Regions from separate parts of the Mus musculus genome. Here regions 1, 2, 3, 4, 5 and 6 are each linked to region 7. A link is a contact called in public promoter capture Hi-C data. All regions are on one chromosome and are shown on one strand. The core of a region is the stretch at or near the end of the contact, and the rest is flanking DNA. Distances in the headings are between cores, read along the strand shown. Region 1 holds the start of Rnd1 (Rho family GTPase 1). Region 2 holds the start of Tmem106c (transmembrane protein 106C). Region 3 holds the start of Lalba (lactalbumin, alpha). Region 4 holds the start of Rapgef3 (Rap guanine nucleotide exchange factor (GEF) 3). Region 5 holds the start of Hoxc5 (homeobox C5). Region 6 holds the start of Fkbp11 (FK506 binding protein 11). Region 7 holds the start of Slc4a8 (solute carrier family 4 (anion exchanger), member 8).

The links. Promoter capture Hi-C pulls out the DNA fragments that hold promoters and counts their contacts.
Region 1: a contact with region 7 is called in a promoter capture Hi-C map of liver, with 4 times the contacts expected there. The contact joins the promoter of Rnd1 here to the promoter of Slc4a8 in region 7. A contact is called at or near these places in 4 of 39 promoter capture datasets (hippocampal neurons, liver and pre-B cells).
Region 2: a contact with region 7 is called in a promoter capture Hi-C map of liver, with 4 times the contacts expected there. The contact joins the promoter of Tmem106c here to the promoter of Slc4a8 in region 7. A contact is called at or near these places in 3 of 39 promoter capture datasets (liver and pre-B cells).
Region 3: a contact with region 7 is called in a promoter capture Hi-C map of liver, with 6 times the contacts expected there. The contact joins the promoter of Lalba here to the promoter of Slc4a8 in region 7. A contact is called at or near these places in 3 of 39 promoter capture datasets (liver and pre-B cells).
Region 4: a promoter capture Hi-C map of liver shows a contact between it and region 7, with 4 times the contacts expected there. The contact joins the promoter of Rapgef3 here to the promoter of Slc4a8 in region 7. A contact is called at or near these places in 3 of 39 promoter capture datasets (liver and pre-B cells).
Region 5: a promoter capture Hi-C map of liver shows a contact between it and region 7, with 2.6 times the contacts expected there. The contact joins the promoter of Hoxc5 here to the promoter of Slc4a8 in region 7. A contact is called at or near these places in 4 of 39 promoter capture datasets (the SN4741 cell line, cranial neural crest, liver and 1 more).
Region 6: a promoter capture Hi-C map of liver shows a contact between it and region 7, with 4 times the contacts expected there. The contact joins the promoter of Fkbp11 here to the promoter of Slc4a8 in region 7. A contact is called at or near these places in 2 of 39 promoter capture datasets (liver and pre-B cells).

Annotation. Positions count from the first base shown.
Region 1 is chr15:98,675,692-98,679,174 of GRCm38.p6, forward strand. It overlaps Rnd1 (Rho family GTPase 1), which reads right to left and starts at 1,770. Exons shown (of 5, transcript NM_172612.3): 1 at 1,539-1,770; 2 at 796-883. The coding sequence starts at 1,658.
Region 2 is chr15:97,962,964-97,966,440 of GRCm38.p6, forward strand. It overlaps Tmem106c (transmembrane protein 106C), which reads left to right and starts at 1,266. Exons shown (of 8, transcript NM_001252153.1): 1 at 1,266-1,372; 2 at 1,877-2,067; 3 at 3,284-3,347. The coding sequence starts at 1,887.
Region 3 is chr15:98,480,790-98,484,594 of GRCm38.p6, forward strand. Lalba (lactalbumin, alpha) reads right to left here and starts at 1,894. Exons shown (of 4, transcript NM_010679.1): 1 at 1,747-1,894; 2 at 1,284-1,442; 3 at 741-816. The coding sequence starts at 1,882.
Region 4 is chr15:97,765,741-97,769,227 of GRCm38.p6, forward strand. Rapgef3 (Rap guanine nucleotide exchange factor (GEF) 3) reads right to left here and starts at 1,926. Exons shown (of 28, transcript NM_001177810.1): 1 at 1,655-1,926; 2 at 1,022-1,234. The coding sequence starts at 1,660. It overlaps Rapgef3os2 (a long non-coding RNA gene), which reads left to right. Exons shown (of 3, transcript XR_384421.2): 2 at 928-2,151; 3 at 2,635-3,097.
Region 5 is chr15:103,011,961-103,015,782 of GRCm38.p6, forward strand. Hoxc5 (homeobox C5) reads left to right here and starts at 2,048. Exons shown (of 2, transcript NM_175730.5): 1 at 2,048-2,575; 2 at 3,268-3,822. The coding sequence starts at 2,122. The coding sequence ends at 3,482. Mir615 (microRNA 615) reads left to right here and starts at 2,950; the gene lies at 2,950-3,041.
Region 6 is chr15:98,725,885-98,729,634 of GRCm38.p6, forward strand. Fkbp11 (FK506 binding protein 11) reads right to left here and starts at 2,314. Exons shown (of 6, transcript NM_024169.4): 1 at 2,073-2,314; 2 at 1,799-1,864; 3 at 1,327-1,414; 4 at 1,016-1,049; 5 at 600-670. The coding sequence starts at 2,201.
Region 7 is chr15:100,760,477-100,763,748 of GRCm38.p6, forward strand. It overlaps Slc4a8 (solute carrier family 4 (anion exchanger), member 8), which reads left to right and starts at 1,271. Exons shown (of 25, transcript NM_021530.2): 1 at 1,271-1,498. The coding sequence starts at 1,454. It overlaps Gm52175 (a long non-coding RNA gene), which reads right to left. Exons shown (of 3, transcript XR_003951485.1): 3 at 2,213-2,450.

The DNA of each region.
Region 1 (3,483 bases), core at 520-3,019, 2.1 Mb before region 7:
AGGATGTCTGAGACAGACGGTTAAAAAGAGGGGCTGGGGTAGAGAAAGTGGGAAGGGCTCAGAAGCAAAGCTGAGCTCTAAAGGGCTTGGGAGCGGAGAGTAGGGAAAGCATTGCTTTCTACATTTCCAAAAGATAGACAGGGCATCTCCAACTCACCCCAGCCCAGGGAGAAATGATAAGAACTAGACCCCCATGTGCTCAACTGGACACTAACCCAGTGTGGACATGCCCTACATTTACTGCCCCCCCCCCAAAAAAAAGCATCGATGATGCATCGCTTCATCATCGTCTCTAAGCCGCAGCCTCTGAGTTGCGGCAAGCAGACAGCTTCGGCTTGAGATGCAGGAGAGTGATATTCCCTCCAAAGCCGGCGGGGCGGGAGGGTGGCTCTCTGCCCCGCCACAGCTGCCTCCAGCAGCACCCTCCTACCTCATTTAACTTTGCTCTGGAGAACTAGAGAGAGAGGGAGAGAGGAGGGAGAGGAAGGGAGAGGAGAGAGACAGAGACAGAGGAGACGTCTGGTACTCCCGGGGAGTTCTCAGGGCTCCCTTCACCTCACCATCCAGAGGTGAACTAGACCAGAGACCCAAGTGGCACCCAGGCTTGTTCACTGCCTTCCAGGATCCTCTAAAATCATCAAAGCCCCAACCAAAGAATTTTTTACATTCTTTCCTTCGCTTTCCTGGCAAGCACCTATCTTCAAAGGTGGATTCCCAGCCCCCCCCCCCTTAAAAAAGCAGCAACTGCGGCTAGCCAATGGTGGTAGGATGGGGCATTTGGGGGTACACTCTTACCTGAGGTGTCCCAGAGACTAAGCTCCACTCTCTGTTCCTCTGTCTCCAAACAGGCTGTGTAATTCTCAAACACGGTAGGCACATAGGTCTGCGAGGAGACAGGAAACACTCACACCCCGGCAGCAGCATGCCCTCAGAACCCCACACCAAGCGTTGGCTACACATGCGCCGAGAAACACCAAAGTGTCAGATGGCGAGAAGCCAGAGGAGGGGGAGCCATTGGGGACTGTAGAGGTATTGGCCTTCGCTCCCCAGCCTGGGACAAACCCCCTACATCCTAGCTAGTCTGAGACACATACATTCGCATTTTCCTCACATCTCTAAATGTGTGTCCCATTTTTCAGAGCCACAAGCCAGTTTTAACCTCTGTCTTCTGCCCTCTAGTCCTTTGGCACAGGTGAACAGGCAAAACAGCAGAAGCCTGCGCGGGGGGGGGGGGGGGGGTTGGGGAGGGCACCCTCACAGAGCCTTATAGGAGGGGCAGGCAGGTACTGCGTCAAGAATGAAGCCCAAGCTCTCGGGAGCCTCCAGGTCTCAGGGATGAAGGCAAGTGGGAGGGGATATGATGGGTAAAGAGGTGAGGAGGAGCCGACCGGGCGGCAGAAGTGGGTCAGGTCTCTAGGGAAGCAAGACAGGGCAGTCCTCCAGCCAGAAGGCAAGGCAGGGTGGGGCGGCCTGCGGGTGGTGGAGAGCGCTGTCCCGGACAGGTGGGGGATCGACCCCGGGACGGCAGGGAAGCTCACCTCGGGATAGCAGTCTTTCGCTAGCACCTGTAACATCGCCGTCTTCCCACACTGCACGTCTCCCACCAGGACGAGCTTACACCTGACCACCACTGGCTGCGGTGCCCGTCTCTCCTTCATGGCTGCAGCCTCGGAGGGACGTGGACTCGGGTTCAGGGAGGAGGAGGTCGCGCCTCAAGTGTCCGCACTAGCACACTAGCGCGGGTTCCCTGCCTGCCTGCCTCCGACTGAGGCGGAGGCTCGTAAGGCTCCGCTATAAGTCTCAGACTGATCCAATCACAAGAGGAGGCGGACTCTGTCCAGGCCAATCCCTAAGGTGGGATCCCCTGCTGCAGCCAATAGTAGGAGACTCCGAGTCAGCGCCCTCTTCCTCCCTTCCCTTTCTGTTAAAGCTGCACGGTGGCTTCCTCTTGGAAGGGGATTCCCACGCTTTTTGTGTTGCTGTTAGGAGGTCAGGAGGGGACTGGAAGTAAAACTTAGTGATCTCTGAGTGTCTATGAGTTAGTGTCAAGACCCACAAAGAGCTATAGAATCAGGCTGTCTGTCCCAGGAAGACAGCAGGACCTGCCTAAACTATGGACAGGTGGGTGGCATCTCTCGGGGGAGAGGGTGACTCCTTAATTTTATATAGTTCCTATTCACACTGGTTCCACTTCTGGGATCTCCTAATAGAAGTCTCTGCTGCCCCTCTTTTACAGCCCGACTCCCTTCCTCAGGAATCGCCTTCCCCAAAACAAACCAAGAAAACAAAACAAGACAAACAAAAAATAACTTGACCCAGAGATAGGCAAAGAAAACAAAGGAGGGCGTCTTTCAAGTAGGAACAGGAGAGAGAAAGACCAAACAAGCTGCTTTCTGCCAGCCAGGAGCCAGCTCATGCCAGGCCTGGCAAGCAAGAGTGAAGGTGTTTTGTTCTGTGGCCTGGCTTCAGTGTCCGAGATGAATCCAGGGCAGGTCTAGTTCCAGGCTGATAGCCACGGATTCTGACGCACTGATAGTGTCACCTAGTGAGAGTCCAGCCTGGATGCCAGGGCTGGGCCTCAGGGATTAGAAATTGAAAACCAATCATTGTAGACTGAGATAAACTACAAACTGCCGCCGACTGGCCCTAGCCTGCAAGCCTCCACGGCTTCTGCAGACCCCTCTACTAGACAGAGCTATGGAAGTACACAGCTCATATAAGCCACTGGCCACCAAGGAAGTCCCGTGAGGCCTCCAGAGAATTGGGGGAGGGGCAGTTTAGGGCAAACTTGAGAACAACCTAGGGTTCCCCTTACCCTGTTCTGTTGGTTTGGTTTCTTTCTTTCATTTTATTTTATTTTATTTTATTTTTTTTAGAGAACATCACACTGGAACTTGCCGTATATAGCCCATCTTCTTGCCTCAGGCCTCAGGCCTGAAATTCAGACAGAGAACACCAGCCCTGGCTCACGGTTGTCTTGAGGTCCCTTCTCGAACAACCCCAAGCTTTGCTCATAAGCCAGTCATTGCCACCCACCCAAGACCATTTTCCCTGAAATTAATAAGCACCTTTCAAAGGCTTCACAGGCCCTATGGACAGATCTAGTAAGACAGCCAGGCCCACTATAACGGAGAATGGACGTTATCTGGGAAATGTAGTCCAGCCAGTCTCCCTCTAGTCTACTCTTATGGTTCCCAGCTTCTCTGTAGGCTCACAGGCTGGGCAGGGATCCCCTCCATCCATCCACCCATTACTTCCAGGAATGGAGTCACTGAGGGAACCAGTGGACTATCCAGCGTTTCCTTGAGTGATTATTCCCTCCTCGAGGCTCTCCAGGAGTTTCTTCACCTCATCTTTCCCGACACCTCAGCCTTCACATAAATGACAATCTCTGGAATTCTTCCCCTTTGTCCTTTCCCACCGTCCTGGTGGCTTCCCTGAGCTAAGTGTGATTTGGAAGAGTTCTAGAACAGCTGGAAGACT
Region 2 (3,477 bases), core at 16-2,515, 2.8 Mb before region 7:
AACAAAAACTCCAAAACCAAGACCAACTAACAGACCAAGCTTTCCTCTTTATTTGCGCTGTGTCTATATTTATTAGGATTGTGTCCCACTGTGAGAACATGAAATCTAGGAAGATCAGAATTCTATCAGGGACCTGATTTCTTTTATCCTTCTGTCCAGAGTTCCTCATGGCCTCTTGGTCACAACACAGCTACTTTAATCTCTAATACCAAGCTCACAGTCCAGACAGGAAGAGTGAGAGGATCAGCTGAGTCTCTATCTACTTTAAGGAGACACAGAATTTTTACTAGAAAAAAATCTACAACCTTCCCCCAAACTGGGCAGAACAGTATCACCAGAGTTCATTAACTGCAACCAAACAATATGTTTTTAGCTTAGCCTTTATTTCTCCCAATATCATCAGATTTATTTAAGTAAGAGACATAGAAGTAGGGCTGGAGGGATGGCTCAGCTGTTAAGATCATTAACTGCTCTTCCAGAGGTCCTCAGTTCAATTCCAAGCAACCACATGGCGGCTCACAACCGTCTGTAATGAGATCTGATGCCCTCTTCTGGAGTGTCTGAAGACGGCTACAGGGTCGTCATTTAAATAAAATAAATCTTCTCTTGCTGTTCTTAAAACAGGGTCTCACTTTGCTGGCTGGCCTCAAACTCACGTTCTAGGCTAATTTGAATTTGTGGCGATCCTGCTGTCTCTCAGATGCTGGAAGCCCCGTGCACCATCACACAGGGCTCTTTAGCCCTCTTCGCCAGTTTCATTTCGCTTCTGTGGCACTTTAGCTTTCGGAGGAGCTCTCAAACCCTTTATGCCCATCCCACGTTTTTTGTGGATAGTGGTCCTGAAATAGGATCACCTTGCAAAACTTAGCTTTGGGTTTCATTCTTTTGACTAGCCAGCAGGACTCCGATGGAAGTTGCCTCCAATCAGGCCCCTTGTCACAGTGGTTCTCCATAAGCTCTTTAGGCATTCAGATCCTCTGCCGGGACCTAGTACAGGTTCTGGGTTTTGGGTTTCTTTATGCCCCGTGTCCCTGTGCGGAGAGAATGGCTTTGGCCGTCCTCCTCTCACACAGAAGCGCTCTGATCCGGAAGCTCAGATCTGGGGGTATAGAGGAGCGACGTTCTGTCTCCGAGCACCTCCGCGGTTCTCTGTCGCCCCCTACCGGTGGGTAGGTGCGCTGCCGCTGCGCGGCAGGAGGGACGCGCTGGAGCTCAGGGCGCAGGCGCAGGCGCTCGCGCTCGCCCGGGTCCTCGGGCGGGCTTGCGGTTCTGCGCGTGCGCACGGGCGGAGGCGCGCCGAGGACTCGCTGGAGCGGGCAGGTGGAGGGAGGAGTGGTCCCGGGAGTAACTGCCAGCAGTTGGTGCGCCACAGGTCCGGGGGCGCCCGCGTTCCCGAGCCTCGGAGGCCTGAACGCGTTCGGAACGTGGCTTTTTTTGTGCGGGGGCGTGACCTGAGCCCGCCTCCTCGGCTGGGAGTGGAGGAGAATGGGGATCGCTGAGGCCTTTAATTAATCTGGTGCCTGTTGTTTGTGTGCCCGAGGTGCAGCCTGTTTGCCTTTTGAGTTTGCAAACAGAGGGGAGGAAGCGGCGGGGTGGGGTGGGGGAGCAGGAGGGGAGATGGGGTCTTCCGGGCAGAGAGCCTAATCCAGCGAGGGCCGTCCTATTCCAGGGGGAGGGGAGGCCAGACACGACACGGGACACTGCTGCAAAAGGAAGGCCGCAGTAGGAACTGCCAGTGTTGCGCACACAGGCACACACTTAGAACAACAGCCTCTTGCTCAGTATTTTGCACTTTATGCAGAAGTGATTTTTTTTTACCTCTAGAGCGGCCCCACATGGACACTAACACGCGCTCACCACCCCCCTCCCCATATAGGAGATGACACATGGGGTCTCAGCACTCCTCTGCCCTCACATTTTGTCAGCGAAAGAAGGATGACAACCCGGAGGACTTGCTGGCTGATAGAGATCAGGAGGAAGCCATCGCTCAGTTCCCCTATGTGGAGTTCACTGGGAGAAATAGCATCACCTGTCACACCTGCCAAGGAGCAGGCTACATCCCAGCAGGTGAGACCATCGGCCATCACACGGAAAGCACTCTGGCATCTGCTCCAGCCAGCCCTCCATAGTCATAGCCCGCCCTGAATTGTAGCCAGCTCCGCTGCCCTGATAAATGGACAGACTCCAGGTTTTTTGTTTTTTGTTTTTTTTAAATCTTACACTCGGAACCCTTTCTCTTCTTCATTTCTACTCCTTTATTAATGCCTTAGTTTCTTTTCTGGTTGCTCTGATAAAATACTCTGACAATGGCAATTTAGGGGATGAAGGTTTATTCTGATTCACAGCTCCAGGTCACAGCTCCATCACTGAGGACAAGTTATACAACAGCAGCAATTTGAAATCGCTTATGTCACCTTATAGTCACAGCAAACAGCGAGCGAGGAGTGCTCGTACCTGGTTTCCCCTTCCCTATTCATTCAGAGATACAGCCTATGAAATGGGTGCCACCCACATTTAGGGAGGGTCTTCACATTTCAGTAAACCCAGTTAAGAAAATCACTCACAGACACGCCCCGTGGGCCGACCTAATCCCGTCTGTATCCACTGAGACATCTTCCTAGGCCACTCCGGGTTCCCAGCCCCTCTCTGGTTTGGAATGTTTATTTCTCTGCTGTGGGATCTGTTGACAAGGATGTTTCTCTATCGTTCTTGCTCATAAGGATGGCCACAGCATTGTGAAGGAGATATTCTAGCAGATCCTTTACAAACAAAGGCACCATGAGCAGTAGCCAGGGGTCAGCAGAATACCAGGGGGTGGGGAGTGACAGTCGGCTCAGGAGTGGGGCCTGGATTATCTGTAGCAACAGCTGCCACTAAGTTGACCCTAGGTGTTGGGGGAGTCACAGAGATTAGAGCTTTTAAGAACCTTACAAACCACACAAAGCTCCAAGTGAAAAGTGACAATGGCTTTGAGATGTTCCGAGACTTCGTCAAAGACAGCGAAGGCAAGAGCCCCCCAGCCTCAGTGCCGCAGCCCTACGGTGCTGGTAGAAGTTTTACAGTTTGTGGCGTTCTCCTTAGGCTAATCTGTTTCTTCCCCTCCAGCTTTTCTTATCCTGTCTCTACATTTACCCGTTCCTTCATCCAACCAAAAGTGTACGTTTTAGTGTCTAAGCCCAGCTGAATCTCAGCTGTGCCAGTTGACGGCGAAATGTGACAAGAAGAGGAAGGGCCACTCATACCTGGGGTTTACAGAATGAGTCTGTGTTTGCTGCTTTTCTAGAGCAAGTCAATGAGTTGGTGGCTTTGATCCCCCACAGTGACCAGAGGCTGCGTCCTCAGAGAACGTGAGTTGGCTGGCTCTCATCTGCCAATACCTTCTTCTGTTCCCAACTCCTCTCTATGAAAGAACACCAAGTAATCTTTGAGAAAGATGTCTGTTCTTATATCTGCCCTGTTTCCTTATTTTCTTTATCC
Region 3 (3,805 bases), core at 644-3,143, 2.3 Mb before region 7:
GAACTTTCTATTTAACTTAACTATGCCAAATAACTGTTCCGTTATGACATTTTCATACGTGTATATCATCATACTTTGCTCAGCTATCTCACATGCGCACGTGCACACACACACACTTTCTCCCCTCTTAATGATGGTTGTCAGTGACTAGCATAAAGCTGCATTTAGGTTCGTCCTCAGGGTGAGGTGAAAGATTGTAGAGAAGAAATGGCATGGGCTTCTAAGTGGAATGAGGCTCACTATAATAATAACAACAACAATAACAATGATAATAATAGGACTAGTGGAGCATGGCTTTAATCTGAGCACTCGGAAGGCATAGGTAAGCAAATCTCTGTGAGTTTGAGGCCAGCCTGGTCTACGGAGTGAGTTCGAGGATAGCCAGGGCTACACACACATACCACAGACACACACATACACACACAAACACTCACTCACAAAAACCTCTCTCAACAAGCCAAAATAATAATAATAAAATCAATAAGAGTTCAGATCTAGGAAAGATGTGGAATAATACCACAAGGGCTTTAAGGATGAGAACTGGCCAGGGGAAGAGAGTCCTGGACATCAGTCTTCCAACATGGAACTTCATATCGGGGAAGTTGTCACACAAAAATGACACGAAGAAGCATTTTAAATGTAGACCTTTGGGACTCTAGATGAGTTTTGTTTTGGAGACTCCATCCAAAATTAAATGGTCTGGAGAGGGAGGTCAGAAGAGAGCAAAGACGACGACTTACCAGTAGTCGATTCCTTTGATAGCCAGGATCTTCTTGGCACACGCTATGTCATCATCCAACTCGTCATCCAATAACTCTGTTATAACAGAGTGCAGGAAGGAACAAGACAAATAAGAAGTACAGCTCAGTGGACTGGTTCCTCTGGCCCCAGAGTCAGGGGAACTGGTTCTGAGTTGAAGGTTTGGCCTAGAGACTTTCTATATGAAACGGCCAGTCTGATAATGCCTCCCCTCCATGGGAACTCCATTCCCTTCCCTAGGACACCTCACGAGACAGCATCAGATTCATCACGCCCTGAAAATACAGCGTATCAGACTTCAAGACTCACAAGTGTCCCAAACTACCCTTCCCTGAACCTTAGGGGACTCTCTGGGCATGTGGAGATCATGACCAGTGACCAGGTTCTTACTAAGCACTGCTATCTCAAGTCATATGGTACCCAGCACACCTGAGACATGCTGGGTACCAACAAGGAGGCTGCCTGGGAGGACTCGGAGGCAGGCTGTAGAGATACAGAAGAGTGTGGTGAAAGAGGATACTCACTGTCACAGGAGATGCCACAGATGTTCTCCGACTCGGGGAACTCACTACTTTTACACCAAAATCTGTCACTGATCTGGAAGAGTCCGTACTCTGTGCTGCCGTTGTCGTTGACAACAGCTTGTGTGTCGTAGCCACTGGTATGAAATAAAACACAGGCCCCTGAGGGAGACAGAAGAAAGAACTTTCTCAGAGATGTCTCAGAGTACCATAATTGAAACACTGGTTTCCCGGGGGGGGGGGGGGGGGGGCTTCCCAACCAATCTCCAAAAGTGGTGAAGTCCAGATTATCTTGGTGAAATGAGAAAGGCCAGACAATGGGAGACAGGCAGGGCAGGAGAAGTAATTGAATACAAGAGGTCAAGACAGAACAAGAAGAGGTACGAGACCACACCACGAGGAGACAGAGAAGGAGGAGAAGGGAGAGGTGGGAATGGAAGGAAGCAGGGACGTAGTATGAACTCACATTCAAGCAAAGAGATGCCTTGATAGCCATCTATGTCTTTAATGGCATGGGACACCTTGCATTTTGTAAGCTCTGTGGCTTGAAAGGCAGGCAACGACAAAATACACACCAGGAACAAAGGAACGAAATGCATCATTTTGACTGCTCCTGGACCTTGTAATGCAGACACCGCTCACTTCATCTGCTTTTATGTATGAAGAAGGCCTCTGGCCTCCTGGCACCGGGCCTTCTCTCTAGGAAGACAATGATGAAGAGATGCTTATGCCAAAATAGAAACCCTGAGCCTGCCAGCCTCCCTCCATCCTGCCACCCTCCCCCCATCTCCTGCATCCAGTCAATACCAAGTATTGTTTTCTTCCCACATAATTCCACACATGACCCAGCTTCTCACTTGGCTCTGGTAAACCTTCATTTCTTTTAGGGCTGCTTCCAGGAAGCAGGATTTCCTTAACCTACTTTTGGAACAAAGGAGGCTTCAGAGACAATACAAGGGAGGTGACTGGAAAACACAGTTGGCTACAGCCAACTCCATGCTTACCCCTAAACACATACAGAACGTGGAAAGGGGATGTATCACATCCTAGGATCAAAGGTGATATTTGTCTGTCCAACCTAGCCATAGGACAAAGTCCAGGAAAGCCCCTTGATATGGAGACTCATAACTGAGAGCCTTGGGAAAAGGGATGGAACATGGTGGCATTTAGCATGAGACTCAACTACTACTTGGATCCCAAGACTTCCTATGGAGGGAGATAGATAATGTGAAAAGTTTTGTGTAAAAATATCTAGCTGTTCTATAAGAAACTGCCAAGCGCCGGGCAGTGGTGGCGCACGCCTTTAATCCCAGCACTTGGGTGGCAGAGGCAGGCAGATTTCTGAGTTCGAGGCCAGCCTGGTCTACAGAGTGAGTTCCAGGACAGCCAGAGCTACAAAGAGAAACCCTGTCTCAAAAAAACAAAAAAAGAAAAATAAAAAGAAAGAGAGAGAGAGAGAGAGAGAAACTGCCAAGCGCCCTGCCCTCAATCGCCTCTGCCATAACTAGCTAGATGCTTTTTGGTGTCACTAAGACATTGTGTCAATCCAAGGCTAATTCCATAGCAACATTGTTAATAGCAACATTGTTCATAGCAACATTGTTCATAGCAACATTGTTCTTGGGTAAGTGGTCCTTGATAGCGAAGGTTGGCCACAGACAGGAAAGGGTCCTGGGTAAGCTATAATAGGTATCTCCCCTAAGCAAGTCAGGGCCAGGTACTAGTTTCAAATAATTCCTGTAATTTTCTGTCATGGAGTACTACACTCATGGCATCAATAATCCTTTCCCTCCTTCCTGCCTGTGCTCATTTTATGAACCTGATTTTTTTTTTTTGACGTCTCCCGAGGTCTCCATCCTAACCAAGCCACCTAAGACTTATAAACTGGAAGTCTTCCAACTGGTTATTATCTGTAAATCTTCAGAGACAGAGACACTCTTCTCTGTTCAACCCCATCCCCCTCTACACAGTGTAACCAGTGTATAACACAGCATGACTGAAACTCGTGTGGAGGATGTGAAACCCAAGATGGATGAACAGAAACCCCTGAATGGAAAGAGACGCATGCTCAGAAACACTGCAAGCATGCTGACTCTGCGGGTCTCCTGTGTTCTACCCGGAAGGACTGGGAGGGTATGGGACAAGAACGGGAATTCTGTCACACTGAGCAAGTCCCATGGGGACTCAGTGGGGATGGAAAGATGACCATGGACCACACAGGAGAGGACTGCATGAGAAGAGTTAGGTCTGATGGAGTCTTCCCAATGGTGCTATCTGTATAAACTGCCTCTGGCCCTGGGCTGTGGAATGAGTATCTGTGATGGAGGGAAATGGAGACCCACAGTCTTGGACCACAGGCATTTCCCGCACTTCCAGGCACACCTGCTTGCCCGTAATATGATCGTATCTCTGCCCTTCCCTATAAGCAATAAAAAGCAGTATAAGGTCCAGGAACTACAGCTAAGTCCAGAAAAGGAATCAAGTGTGCCCCAGGCGAGAGGAACCGTTTGTTTTTAAGAGTGGGG
Region 4 (3,487 bases), core at 676-3,175, 3.0 Mb before region 7:
CTATCAGAAAGACGCAGGGAGAGAGGGGCTAGCAGGGACTCAACTCCAGTGTCCAAGGGTCTCCTCTAGACCCACCTGGGGCTTTCTCAGCCCAGTGTCCTCTATTAGAAATGGAAGTAGTGTTTGGACAAGGTAGGAAAAGGAGATAACCAATGATGATATTTTTTTACTCAAAAAGACTTGCTGGTGAGAGATGATCCTCTCTAAGACTGTCACCCATTCCTGTCTTCTCTCCACCGTCCACACAGTACCCTCTGCCCCCTACACACACACACAGAGAGAGAGAGAGAGAGAGAGAGAGAGAGAGAGAGAGAGAGGGAGAGAGAGAGAGAGAGAGAGAGAGAGAGAGAGAGGGAGAGGGAGAGGGAGAGGGAGAGAGAGAGAGAGAGAGAGAGAGAGAGCATACAGACAGGACTGTTGTGCCCAGTAGTTGGAAAGAGAAGACTCCTGGAGCCTGGAGCCTGGTTCCTGGCTTCCCCCTCCCTAGCCCTGTCTTTCTCACTGGCTTCCTTCAGCAGTCCTTCTCCACCCTGAAACCTCTTCAGTCCCCCGTGGCCGGTGCCAAGCTTTATCCACGCAAATACCTCACCCCAGGAGCCAAAAAACAGATTCAGCCCAGTTCAATTGTTCACAAAAGGAGACCGTTGCCACGGTGATGTGTCAGGAACAGTAACCAAGCTAATTTCACCCCCATTTGACCTAGCCCCACATCTCCCACTGCCTCACAGAAAGAACTCAAACATGTAAGCCCATGCCTGGCACATGGAAGTGATGGATAAATGATAAAACCCTTTCCTGCTCACCCACCGGTGGCTGAATGGGGCAGCGCAGCATGCCATACACACGGGGCATACAGGCATACAGGCTCATTGTGTGACCAGCAAAACACACACTGCCACCAAACTTCAATGCCTTCTCTTCACCCAGATGAATTTGCTCTGGAGAAAGCTGCCTGGCCCACCAGCACTACAATCCCGACTCTTCCAGCCCTGACCCAGCCTGGCAGATGGCCGGTACTCACCCAGCGGAGTCCCTGGATGCAGCTGGGGCGCCGGTGCTCGAACACTAGCTGGTAAGAGCAGCAGCGGGGACGGTGCATTCTCTTCAACACCATATTGAGCAGCGTGCCCTCCGGAACCACGTCCGGGAGACCTCCCACCTGCGGTGCCCCCACAGCTGGACTCTCCACCACAGCTGGGCCCACCTGCCAGTGGTTCTCACCTGGCCAGCTGACCTGTGATGTGGGGAGGAAAGAGGACAGCCATCGGCCGGAGGAGCTGGACCTCCCCACTACCACCCCTGGCTTAGCGTCCTCTGGACTTGGACTGGTCATGCGGAGGTGCGGCAACCCTGCCAGGAGCCGGGGGAGGGACAGGAAGACCTGCCCCGGGTCCTGCTGGCTTGGCGCACCTAGGGGTCTCCACTCAACTCACAACGATGGGGCTCTTCTCAGTTCTGGCTGGAATTCGGCCCCACCTCACTACCCATGTCCTGAAGGCATGTCCACCTTTGTACACACACTAGATCCCCAGAAGCAGCTTTTCCTCAAATTCTCCTCCCCGCCACTCTCTCCCACCCAAACTCCCCCACGTGTCGGCTTCCTCTCCCGCCCTTTCCAGCAGCTTTCTTTGGCCCTGACTCCGGCCCACCTTACCTTCATGTTTCTTCTCCAGCTCACACCGCGGTGCTCGCCCTAGCAAGAGGCTGCAGGATCCCTGGAGCGGTATGAGTGTGAGTCCCGAGATGCAGCGAAGGGCCAGCCCCTAGTCAGACAGGTTGCCTGGAGCAGCAAGATGCAGGGCTAGGCAGATAGGGTTTGTCCTGGGTGAATAGAGGGCTGGGGGTGTGGGGCAGCCCCCACCCCTTCCCAAAGGCTAAGAACTCCAAGCCTCCGCCTCCGTCCCAGATGTAAGAGCCAGCTGGCACAGGGCGTTCAAGCGAAGCTGCAGCTGGCACTGGTCCGGGCGGGAGCTGTCACACCCCCTGCGCTGCCCGCCCCTTCCCCTCCCCGGACAGGCCGAGGGGGCGGGGAGCAGGCACGAGCTTTACGGTAGGGGTGGGCATAGGGGAAGGGGCAGAACCAACAGCTGATGGAGTCCCTACCCGAGACTACGTCAGTGGGTTCAAGCTCCTGTCCCGAAGCCTCAGCGGGTAGGAAGTGCCTTAGGGTATCTGCCCCTGCAGCTGCCCGGGTGCCGGGTTAGGGGCGGTGATGGCTGCACCCGCCGCCACGTGGCCAAGAGGAGAAATGCAAACAAGGAAACTAGGGAAGGGGGAGGGAGTGAGTCATGGCGGCCCCACCCGGGAGGGAAATCCGGGCTGGGGCCGCTTCCTGGCCTGGGGCGTCCGGCCTCCCGTTTGGGTTCAGGGTTTCCAGCAGCCCGGGGCTGGAACTGGGCAGCCTTCCCGTGGGGGAATCTCGTTGCCTGGCTTCCCACCTTTGCCCTCCCAAACGCATACACTGGCGCGGGTGGGGAAATTGAGGCTGGCGGGGAGGGACTGCATTCCAGATGGAGAGAGAGACAAGTGGTTGGATTTACTGTGCCGGGACTCGGATTTGTTGCAGAGTTTCAAAGACAGCCTGGGCTTTGGGGCCATGCCCCGCCCCCCAAATGCTCCCCTATGCCCGGCTAGGTGGTGAAGGCAGAGCACACCTCCTCCCTGGGCCTCTTTGCCCCTTCCGCACAGATGGCCGGCACTTCGCACTTCGTCTCACTCGCTCCTGCTTCCTAGTGGACAGACTGTGACCAGGGACGGTGATTTCCGTGGCGCCCGGTGATTGCTCAGGACATTGATGAGGGTCTAGAAGAAGGCACAGGTTCCACCCCAGCGTTTTAAAGCTTTCTAGCCTCCTCTCTTCTTTCCCACTGCCATTAAGCCAGGAAGCGGGAGAGAGGGCTAAATCCAGCATAGCTAAGCCCATTTCCACCCAGAACTGAGAACTTTAACCATCATTTAAAAACTGAATTTAAATGTGTGTGTGTCTCAACAGTTTTTCTCTCCCCAAGGGCACGACTGGTTTAACTCCTCAAATTCTGGTTCCATCCTATTGGCATGAAATGGAAAGTCTGAGCTTTGAATGAACATTTTGAACAAACAGGTCGTCTGTAGTGCCCACCCTTTGAGGCACACTAGTGAAGATTTCTCTGCCCCTGTGAGGAAAGAGGGAAACCTAGAAAGAAGTCTGCCTTACAATTCGAAGAATAGCTCGTATACTTGGCTTAAAAGGAGAGGAGATGGGTGGGTAGTGTCTCGCATGTGCAGTTGTAGGTGAAATGGTGGCCGCAGTCAGGATGCTGGATCTGCCCTAGTAGGTCTTGCAAAAGAGTTTTCTGAAACTAACTGTGGAGTAGGAAGGGGGTGTTTCCTATTCCTGCTGCCCCACTTAGGTCAGGGGAGAAAGATGCTAAGAGATGCAGCAGGACCTGTGACTACTTCTTTTAATGCCTTTTGGGGGGGGGTGGTTTTTTTTGTTTGTTTGTTTTTT
Region 5 (3,822 bases), core at 798-3,297, 2.3 Mb after region 7:
CCCCAGCCCTCCGCACTCGCCTGCCCTGCAGCCAGGCGCTGAGCCTCTGTCTCCGGGTTCTCCTGACCGAGATGGGGTTCTGAGAGGCCTCTGGGACCCTCCCTACACGGAACAGCACACACCCCGGAAAAGAAAAAGAGGAAAGGGGCCGCCTGGACTTTCGCTGGGGGCGGGGAAGCTTGAGTGAGCCGGGTTGGGCTCCAAGCCCCACGCGGGCCTTTCTTCCTGCCTGTAGCAGCCAGGGATCTTCGGCTTCTGAGCCCTGAGCCCAAAATGCAAGAAAAGGAGCCTGATCCGAGCACTAGGGTCGCTCCCACCCACTGCCAGCAGAATGGGGAGAAGGAGAACTAGCAAGCATGCCTCCAGCCCGCCAGGCCGGCTGTTGTGAAACCTGGCTGAGGCTCCCTGGCAATCCAAGGACCTCAGGAGTCCGTCCGCAGAGACTGAGCGATCCAAGGACGACTGGAAAGAGAAAGACTGGAAACTGAGTTCTGGCCTGTTCTGAGACTCCTGACCCGCCAGACAAAAGTCCTTCTTCCTTACAGCCCAGCCTATCTGGTTCCTGCCTCTTCTCTCCTCAAACCTGGCGCATGAGGGGCACAGTAGGACCCTAACCCTTTTTCAGATCCAGCCTTCTTTCCCCAAGGCTCAGCATAGAAACCTGAGTGGGCCTAGGGGAAGAAGTGTGGGTGGGAGGTCTCCCGGAGGGGGAAAAATCGGTCTGAGTTTTCCAGACTCTCCAGGTCCCTGCCACCGCCCCCCTCCTCCAGATCCTCGGCCAGCGGGGGTTGGGGGGAGAGTTCTGGCAGAGACTGAGAGTTCCTCAGTTCCTGAGGAAATGTGGGCAGTAAAGAGTAGGGTCTGGGACTAAGAAAGGGGATAGGACCCAAAGGTTGAAGAAACCCTGGCCAAAGACTGTGTCTGGGTTGCCCGACTCCCTGCCTGCCCACCCACCTCCCCATGAGCCTTCTATCTTGAAACCTGGGCTAAGAGCTTACCTCTAAAAGAACAAAAGCAGACTTTTATCTCTGCCTTGCTCATAATATTTGTGGAGGTTTCAATCTTGCCCCTCTATGCTCTTGGGGGTCATCTGAAATATCTGGCATTCTCATGGTACCACATGAAGACCACACAGAGCTGTAGAAGGGCCCTCCAGTTCATTGTGTCTAGTTACATGCATAGGAATGTTGCCTCTTGCAACATGTTAGGGTTCCTAACATTGTGAAGTCTACCCAAGTTCACCTGGCCCCTCACCTCCAGTCACATCCCAGAGAGTACCTAGGACTCTCAGCCTCAGGACCTGTCTGCTGCTTCTGCTCATTCAGGAACCCTCTCTCCTCTTGGGTATCCTGCCTACCTCCCAGAGGTTAATTTTTCCAAGCATACAAGACAAGCTTCTCTTTATCAAAACTGAGTTCAATCCTCCCAAGCAAGAGACCTTGACCTTTAGTTTAGGTAACCCAAGATATGTCCTCCTGGCTCTCCACGCTGGGCTTTAGCTACCCCAACTCTCTTTCTCAGTCATCATTGAAGTTTGGAAGGCTCTGGAGGTAGGGAACTGGCACTATTCGTTTCAAAAACCACCGGTGTAATTCATAAATAAGGCCTCATCCTTTCTCAATTTTAAGCAGAATTTTAAAGACAAGCTCAATGGGTTAGTTTGTCCAACAAGCAACAACTTCTCCACAAACTGACTGCTAGAAGGCCAAGCGATGCTACAAGATGAAATTCCTCCGAGTCGGCACCAGGTGTCGCTGTGAGCTCGTTGTCCCGACTACCCCCCAATTCCAAGAACCATTTTTTTTTCCTCCCCCTTGCTTCTCTTTCTCTTTCATCCCCCCCCCCCCAACCCCCGGGCTTTGCCAACATATCAAGATGCGTTTCGCCGGCTTCCATCACTAACCTCCCGGAGGTCATCAAGCCAAATTTATGAGTGGCCGCTCCAGTCACGTGACTCTATTTAAGGCTCCCTTATTTGGGAAGAGCGCATAGGATAAAGAAAGAGATATCTCCACCTATAAATTGTGCACTTTGGAGAACAAAAACCCCCTCAACTTCAAAGAGTCACAAATCACCCTTAATCAAAAAGGGTGCAGAAATTTTTTTTGGGCCCTCCCCGCCATGAGCTCCTACGTAGCCAATTCATTCTATAAGCAGAGCCCCAATATCCCTGCCTATAACATGCAAACTTGTGGGAACTATGGATCGGCCTCAGAGGTGCAGGCATCCAGGTACTGCTACGGCGGATTGGACTTAAGCATCACTTTCCCACCGCCTGCGCCTTCCAACTCTCTCCACGGGGTAGACATGGCTGCCAACCCCCGGGCTCACCCCGACCGCCCCGCCTGCAGCGCCGCGGCCGCTCCGGGACACGCTCTGGGCAGAGACGAAGCGGCTCCTCTGAACCCTGGGATGTACAGTCAGAAGGCGGCTCGCCCGGCGCTGGAGGAGCGAGCTAAGAGCAGTGGGGAGATCAAAGAGGAGCAGGCGCAGACAGGGCAGCCTGCCGGACTGAGCCAGCCACCGGCCCCGCCACAGATTTACCCGTGGATGACCAAACTGCACATGAGCCACGGTAAACTTTAGGACTTCATTTTGCGCGCTCGGGTCCGCCTGGGTTTTATAGGCCATGCGGGGCAAATAAAGAAAAAAAACCTGCGGCCATAAATTTTACGATCCAGGCATCAATGGCTCGTAAAACTGTCCACTAAAAGGCTTAGAGGCTGTGTGCGCCCAAATTTACGACGACATAATTGGATCATAGGAACAAAACGTGTATAAAAGGCAATATTCAATTTTGGGGGGAGAGGGAGGGAGTTAAAAAAATAGAGGGATCTGAAGGGTGAGGAGCATGGGGCTCCAGAGTGGGGATCCCCCCGCGGCTCCCTCCCTCCCTCCCCTGCGGAGCCGGCTCGGCCAGTGCTCGCGGCTCCGGAGGATTCCAGCGACTCGGGAGGGGCGGGAGGGGGGTCCCCGGTGCTCGGATCTCGAGGGTGCTTATTGTTCGGTCCGAGCCTGGGTCTCCCTCTTCCCCCCATCCCCCCTCAGCCCCTCCGGCCGCAGAGTGAAGGCGGCGGTGGAAAGTTTCCTGCCCAGGCGGAGGCGCTTCTCCCGGGACCGGGCCTGCCCGCCTGCGGCCCTTCTGGCCTGTCCCACCGCGCTCACCTCTACTCCCTCCGACCACGGGTGGGGCCTGGGACTAGGGTGGGACGTTGGAGTGCTGCACGCTATTCATCCCTCCCTGGTTTGGGGGAATTTATGTTCCAGAGACGGATGGCAAGCGGTCCCGAACCAGTTACACGCGCTACCAGACCCTGGAACTCGAGAAAGAATTCCATTTTAACCGCTACCTCACTCGCCGCAGGCGCATAGAGATTGCCAACAACTTGTGTCTCAACGAGAGACAGATCAAGATCTGGTTCCAGAACCGCAGGATGAAGTGGAAGAAAGATTCCAAAATGAAGAGCAAAGAAGCTCTTTAGAGGAAGCAGGGAGCCCTCAGAGAGCACCCCGGTCTGCTGTGGTCCCTGCGCCCTTCCTTTTCGGTTTTCCTCCTTCTAGATTTTGAGGCGGAGGCTAGAGCACTGGCTCCGGGCCTCCCAGACAAAAGCGCATTTCTTTGGCATTCCGAATCCCCATCGACCCAGGGTTCCGCAGGACCGCCTGCACTGCCTGTCTTGCCTCAGCTCAGCTGAGCACCCCAGGCCCGGGGCACATTCTTGTAGGGCGGGTACTGGATAAGTCTCAGCCTGGGCTGCCTCTCTCGGCTCCGAGCCCTAGTTCAGCTAGCCTGAGTTAAGGTGAGACAGACTGACTGTAACC
Region 6 (3,750 bases), core at 1,064-3,563, 2.0 Mb before region 7:
CTTGTTAAGAGAGACTTTGTGGGGCTGGCGAGATGGCTCAGCAGGTAAGAGCACTGACTGTTCTTCTAAAGGTCCTGAGTTCAAATGCCAGCAACCACATGGTGGCTCACAACCACCCATAATGAGATCTGATACCCTCTTCTGGTGCTTCTGAAGACAGCTACAGTGTACTTATATTCATAATATATATGTATAATAATAAATAAATTAAAAAAAAAAACAGAAAGACTTTGCTTGGTCCTCCCTACTCTCTTCCAGGGCCCCCTACAGGCAACACTGGTGTAAGAATCTCGTGTGAAGGTGAATTCTAGGAGTCAAGGTCAAGTAGCCAGCTATACTTTGGTGCTCTGGGATAAGTAGTGTAGGCAGCAGGACCCACGTGGCTCAAGCCGGTGCCAAAAAGTCACCAGCTGTCTACAGCCAGGTCAGGTGGCCTTCACAGGTGCTTTATAGCCTCTCCTGGAGAAAAAGTGGCCTTGAAGGAGGAGCCCCAGCTCAATTCTTTCCTGAGATTTGATCTGGACTTTTTCAAGCTCGAGACAGAGCAGAGGTTCTTGGGACTGTGTGTGACAGGCAGGAGAAAGGCCTGGTTAGGTTACCTGGGATAGATGGCGGGTACCCTCGCTTTCCATAAGCCAGGTGAGAAGGAATGACTGCTCTTCGCTTCTCTCTGAGGGAAGGAACAGGGATTGCAGGCAGGAGGGGGGTGAGCTGGCAGCCTCAGCCCATCTGAAGTGCCTTACCCCCCTCCTCAGATAGCGACACCAAAATATGAAATTCTCCACCTGACAGGTGGATCAGCAAAGTCACCAATCTCCCCACAGCACTCAGCCTCCCCCAACAAAACTGACAGCTGGAGAGATGCCCTGGGGGGGGGGTTCCCATTAACCTGCACCTCTCCAGTATGAAGTCAGGGGCCCTTTACTCTACAACGTCCTGCCACTGGAGAAGGGATGACAGAGAAACCTTCTACCCGGAAAAAGGAGCAGTCAGGCCCCGGCCTTCAGATACTCACCCCACACACATGTCCAAAAGGCTCTGCTCCAGACCTTGAGGAAGAAGGCAAAACTGAACTAGAAGCTACATATCTTCCCCACAGTACCCAAGAGGAAAATCAAAGGCTCCCCGTCATCAAATGAGCTTAGCTCCACTTCTCAGACTCTCTGCCGCAGTGATGTGTGGGGCAAGAAGAGTGTTAGAAGTGGAGTCTGAGGTAGCGGGAGAGCCTTGGGATCCTTTTCATTCTAGCGGCTGTTCCAGAGCAATACAGCCGGCAAGCAAGCAAGGGCTTAGGCTAGGGAGAGGTCAGAGGCACGGGGCACATACCTGGAATCACCTGCTTTTGGCCGAGTTCTATGACCAGAGGATCTCTGGTCAGAGAAGTGTCAATAATGCGTCCATCTACCAAACTGCCCTGAAGACAAAAAAAAATGGTGGGTCTAAACCCACCATTCTTCCCACAATTTGGGACCACCCGGAAGGAAGCAACCCCTTTAACAAACTTGTGTCCTGTCCCCATCTCCTTCCACCCACCACCACCATGGGCAAGAAGGAACAGGAAGCCCCACGGGGCTGGCGCTTCTTGGAGCTCTCTCTATCCTTCTTTTCTCAGCGCTGGAGAGGAATCGGCAGAAAACAAGGAAGAAAGAGAAGCAGGCGAGAGGACGCCCCCACGTGCGGGCTGATCCTAGGACTCAAGTTCTCTAGGATAGCTTGCCACGTGTCCAAGCCAAAGCTGACGTGTTTCAGCCGGGCGCCGCCCCTCCCAGGCCACGCCCCGGACCCCCAAGCCCCTCACCGTGTAGTGTATGTGGAGCGTGTCTCCAATGGCAGCAGATTCCGTGCACGATTCAGGGGGCTGCACCTACGATCAGACTACAAGGGTCAAGGCTGCTCCTCCTAAGCTCCTCTGGAGACCCAGCACCTTTTCCCCCAACTCAGTTCCTTCGCTTCTTTCCTCTTCACTCTCACAGGACCATTTAGAGTCCCAGGCTTCCCCGCGATCCCTGGCCGTAAAGGGGAACGGCGGGACATGGGGTGGGGGGAGGGGAGTGGCACCACAGTCTCCTCACCAGGGTCTCCACTTGGAGGGTCCGGACAGGACTTTCGGTTTCTGGCCCAGCCTCAGCCCGGCACACCGCCCCACTGAACAGTAGCAGCAGTAACAGCTGGAGTGGTAGGAGCAAAGGGCTCAGGGTCATGATTGGACCGGGTCAGAGCACCAGGATACCAGGGCAGGCTGTTCGGGTGCACGCGACCAGGACGGGTTCCCTCACTCCAGGCCAGACTGGTATGGGCGGGTTTTCAAGGCGCTAGCTCCTCCTCCTCCTCCTCTTGCAGCCCTCCCTCCACTTTGTCCCCACCTCCTAGAGGGGAAGAGACTGCAGAATTCCCTAACCTGTGATGGAGGTCGCGGATGGTGACCCATCTAACAGTCTTTCTGACCCATGACGACGGCTGGATCATGTAATAGCACATATTTGCCATTACCAACTGTAAAGAGGGGCGTTCGTTTGTCTCTAACCTGCGAATGGCCAGGAAAGGGAGGCACACACTTGTCCCCATTTCATAGCTAGGGCACTTGCCCAAGGTTAACATGGCAACTGGTGACAGTACTCAAGCACAGGGCTAGCATTTGTGCTCTGCTCGGTCTTCTAAGATCTGTCCCTTTCCACTAAGCCCAGAGGCAGGTGTCCAAGTCGGCTGACCCTTCACACTCCTGTTCATTCTGCTCTCGGGTATGTCCAGAAAGAGCTGGCGGCTTCTCCAGCCTCCTGTCTTGGGAAGCATTACGGGGCATCTTCCTGTAAAAAGTGATCCATCACAGATCTTCTCCTACCAGCAATGGCGTTTCCTTCCTGTTTTCCACAAATCCTTTTCACAACAGCAGCACGGACACCAGTCTTGTGTTTATGCAAGGACTTCAGTTTTTAAAGGGGGCTCAAGTAATTTTAGGCAGCCTTACCAGTTTCGAATTTCATGGTCTGAACACTCACTGACAACCTAAGCTGTGGTACCCAGCTCCTGGTCACTCACTCAAAGGCTGTCTGGCATGGTGTCCTTCCATACCATATTTATTCTCAGGCTGTTTCTTGGTTCGTTGTCTTCTTTAGCATTGATACCGGTTGTAAACACAATTCCACCTGTGTGTCTGGCCAGCAGCTCAGACTACACACACACACACCCAACACACACTTCCTCTTATTTGGAAGAACCTGACCTCCCTGACCTGGCTGTCTTGGTGGTTCTCCTGTACCGACATTCTGAGATTTCTTCCATCTCTAATACCCAACCAGTTTCCTTTGGGATTTCCTCTTCCAGCCCCATTAGCGAGTGCCTCCATATATAATGCTATCATTCTAATTAAGCTCTCATGTTCTCTGGGGGTGGCTTTGTGGTATTGGGGATCCAGTCCAGGCAGGGCTCTGCTCATACCTGGCAAGCGCCTTAGTTAACACCCCTAACCCAGGAATTATTTTTTAAATGCTCATTGTCAGAGGCTGGATAGATGGCTCAGTGCTTAAGAGAGTTTGCTGCTCTTCCAAAGACCAATTCCCTGCACACACATCAGATGGCTCAAAAAGTCTGTAACTCTAGCTCCAAGGACTCCAATGCCCTCGTCTAGTGTCCATATACACAATAAAAATAAATCTTAAAAAAAAAAAAGCAAAACCCTGCCTTCCAGATGTTGTGGTACACACCTTTAATTCCAACACTCAGGGGGCAGAGGCAGACAAATTCCTGAGTTTC
Region 7 (3,272 bases), core at 21-2,520:
GGAGGACCCGGAACCCAACCCAGGTCCTCTAGAACAGCAACAAGTTCCCTTAGCTGCTGAGCTGTCTCTCCAGCACTCTCTGACAGAATCTCCCACCAAGTCTGCAGCTCATCATGGATTGGTTGAGACTGAGGCTGGCTGGCAAGCTCCGGGGACTCTGCCGTCTCTACCTTCCCCAGCACTGAGATCACAAGCTTTTGCCTCCAGACCCAGTTTTCCTAGGTGCTGCGGATTGAACTCTGCTCCTCACACTTATATGGTAAGAACTTTTTAGACCGAGCCATTTCCCCAGCTCCAGAGACATTAAGGCCCAATCTTGTTTCTTATTTTGATTACAGTGTGTACTGATGATATGTGGAGATTGAAAAAAAATATTTTTGTGTGAGATAAGGTCTAACCAGGAAGTCTAGGCAGGCTTGAACTTGCTGCTATCCTGCCTCAGCCTCCTGAGGGCTAGATGAGCCTGCACCACCATAAGGGTTGAACTTTGACATGTACTGGGTCATGCTCCTTTCTGCAGTTTTGGCAGAGGCTGAGATTGATTGCCACGATCCCTTTCCCCTCAATGGCTTGGACTCACCTCCACTCTCAGGAGACAGAAGACAAAGGCCCCTTTCTTTCTCTCAAGCTACGGATGGTTAACCTACTCTGTTTCCTTTTAAACTCAGATCAAGTCGAATGCCTTACTCCTCACTTTCCAACCTCGCCTCAGATCGGTTAGTTCCGCTGCTGAACAATAATTCGTCTTACAGTATGTCTTTTGGACACGTTGAAATCACCCTCAGCTCAACCCCCACTGTCTGCTGTCAGTCTTAGACTGGGGAGACCCGAGTCTCAGCCTCTTTGACTGCTTCCTGTCTGCTGCTCTCTAACGCTCTTCAATCTGGCCACTAACTCAAGGGTTAAAAGTAATTTTAGAAGGCTCTCTCTTCTCATTACTTCCTCCTGCCATCTTGGTTTCGGAGGGAAATTTTCTATTAATTTAAAACCCATCTTCCGAGGAATAAAATCAGAACAGGTAAACCTGACACTTTCCCAAGAGTCAGGTGCAGCTGCAAACAGAGGCAGGGATTTTCAGTTCCTAGCAAGCAGTAGGAAGGACCTCGGAGCCCGGAGGCCCCCTAAGGGGGGAGGCGGTTTCTAAGGCAACCGGCGCGGGGAGGGGGTTGGCTCTCTGGCGCCCTCCTCCCTTCTTCCTGGTAGCCCAGGGTACCGCCGGACAGCGTCCTCCCGTGCTCCGCGCGCTGATTGGCTGCTCGGGGCGCCCTCTGATTGGCTGCTGCGGGCGCCTCGCGGGCTGATGGCTATGAAGGTGGCGCCGGTTGATGGTTGACCGATCCTTGGATCCAGGGTAGGGGTCGCTGCGCGTGCGATCGTCTCACACTGGACTACAGGGCGCGGACTGCTGCAGCTCAACCTGGAACCTACCGGCGAGACCAGGCTCCGCCCGGCCATGCCCGCCGGGAGCAACGAGCCGGACGGCGTCCTCAGCTATCAGGTGGGCCCCGCCTCCCGCTCCTCCCCGGCTCAGCCTCGGTGTTCTGCCCACCGCCCCGCTCCTGCCCCAGCCGGGGTTCCAGGCGTGTCCCCGAGGGCAGGGGGGAGGCCCGCACGGGACGCCAGGGGGCGCTCCGGGTGGCCGGGGAGGGTGACCTTGGGCCGAGCCCGGAGCCGCCGGCACTGCAGCATCCCCTGCGTCGCCGGCTGCCCGGTGTCCCGGAGCAGTGACCTCTGTCCGCGGGTCCCGGTTGGCGGCCCACACCGGCTTCTGGCCTTGCCTAGTTATGCTGTAGGTGGACGAGAGGGAATCCAGGGACCTTGCGCGGGTCTTTGTGTTTTGACTCTGTTTCCTCAGTGACTCAGAGGAAACCTTGCAAAGACCGGGAGGCTGGGAACAGCCCTGAGAATGTAGCCGGCTTTGTGGATCCCTCCGTGCTGCCCAGACAGCTGACAAGTTCTGGGTATGGATGCACATGAACCAGGGGAGCCGTGAGGTGTCAACAGCGCCGACACCACCAGCCTTACCTAGAACAACAGGGGCGGCTAATGTTAGGAAGCATTGGACTAGGTGTGAAGGGTCAGTGGGTACAGGTTCCAACCTGCTTCTCATAGGCTTCGCGATCTGAGTAAGCTACCTGTCTCTTGGAACCTCGGTTTCCCCATCTATTAAAATGGAAATATGTGTACGGTTTACTTCACAAGGCTGTTTTAAGGACTCCGTGAAACACAGTTTATTGTGTGATATCCAGTGAGTAGTAGCTTTTTGAATTCTCACACCGGCTTTCTTGTGAAACCCGATCAGGTGTGGTTACTGCTGTGCCAAGAGGGTTTGAAGGAGGGAAGGGAGCTGAGCCGGAGACTAGTACCGAAGCAGGAAGGGTGGCGGGTCTTGGAAGCAAATGCCATGTTGACATCAGGAGTGGGTTCTGGGAGGAGGCATGGAGAACTTCCTGCATGTGGTGAATGAAGTGGGCATGACACACCCTGCCCCTCTTCCCGGCAAGTAGCCTTTGCTTGCCAGTCACAAAAATAGATCTAAGATCTTGGAAAACCTTTCCCCATCTGATCTTATGACATGCTATGTTATAGTCAACCTTTGTTTGGGAGACAGTGAGCAAAAATAGGCCATGCTCTTGCCTCTTCCAGCTGGTAGAAAAGGAGAATTAGCGTTTTTGTTTGTTTGGTTGGTTGGTTTTTTTGCCTTTGGCGGTTCTGGGGATGGACTGCCTTCTACTTGCTATGCAAAGGCTCTACCACTGAGCCATACCCTGGCTAGAAGTAAGAATTGTGTGTGGATGCCTGTGTGTGTGTGTGTGTGTGTGCCCGAGCACTCATGTGGTGGCTGGCCAGAGTTTGATATCTGGTATTCACCTTATTTATTCATACATGTTCTTACACTGAACATCAGCTGGCCATGAGCCCTTGGGATCAGCCTATGGTGAGGTCCTCTCACCCGCCCCGAATGCTGGTATGCTTTAACACGGGTCCTGGGAGTCTGGATTCAGGTCTTCATGCCAGAACAAACACTCTACCTTCCCTGCTTCCCAAAGTCAACCAAACAAAACACTGTAGTCCTAGTCCTCCTGAGGCAGGAGGATTGTGTGTTTGAGGTCAGCATAGACTACATCATGAGACCCTGTTTCAAAAAAAAAAAAAAAAAAAAACAACCCAAAACCAAACAACAACAAAAACTACATAAAGGAAATGTGTCATCATAAACTCAGGTGCTTCGGCAGTGTCCCAGACAGCCCTGTGAGAGGGTACGTGACTCA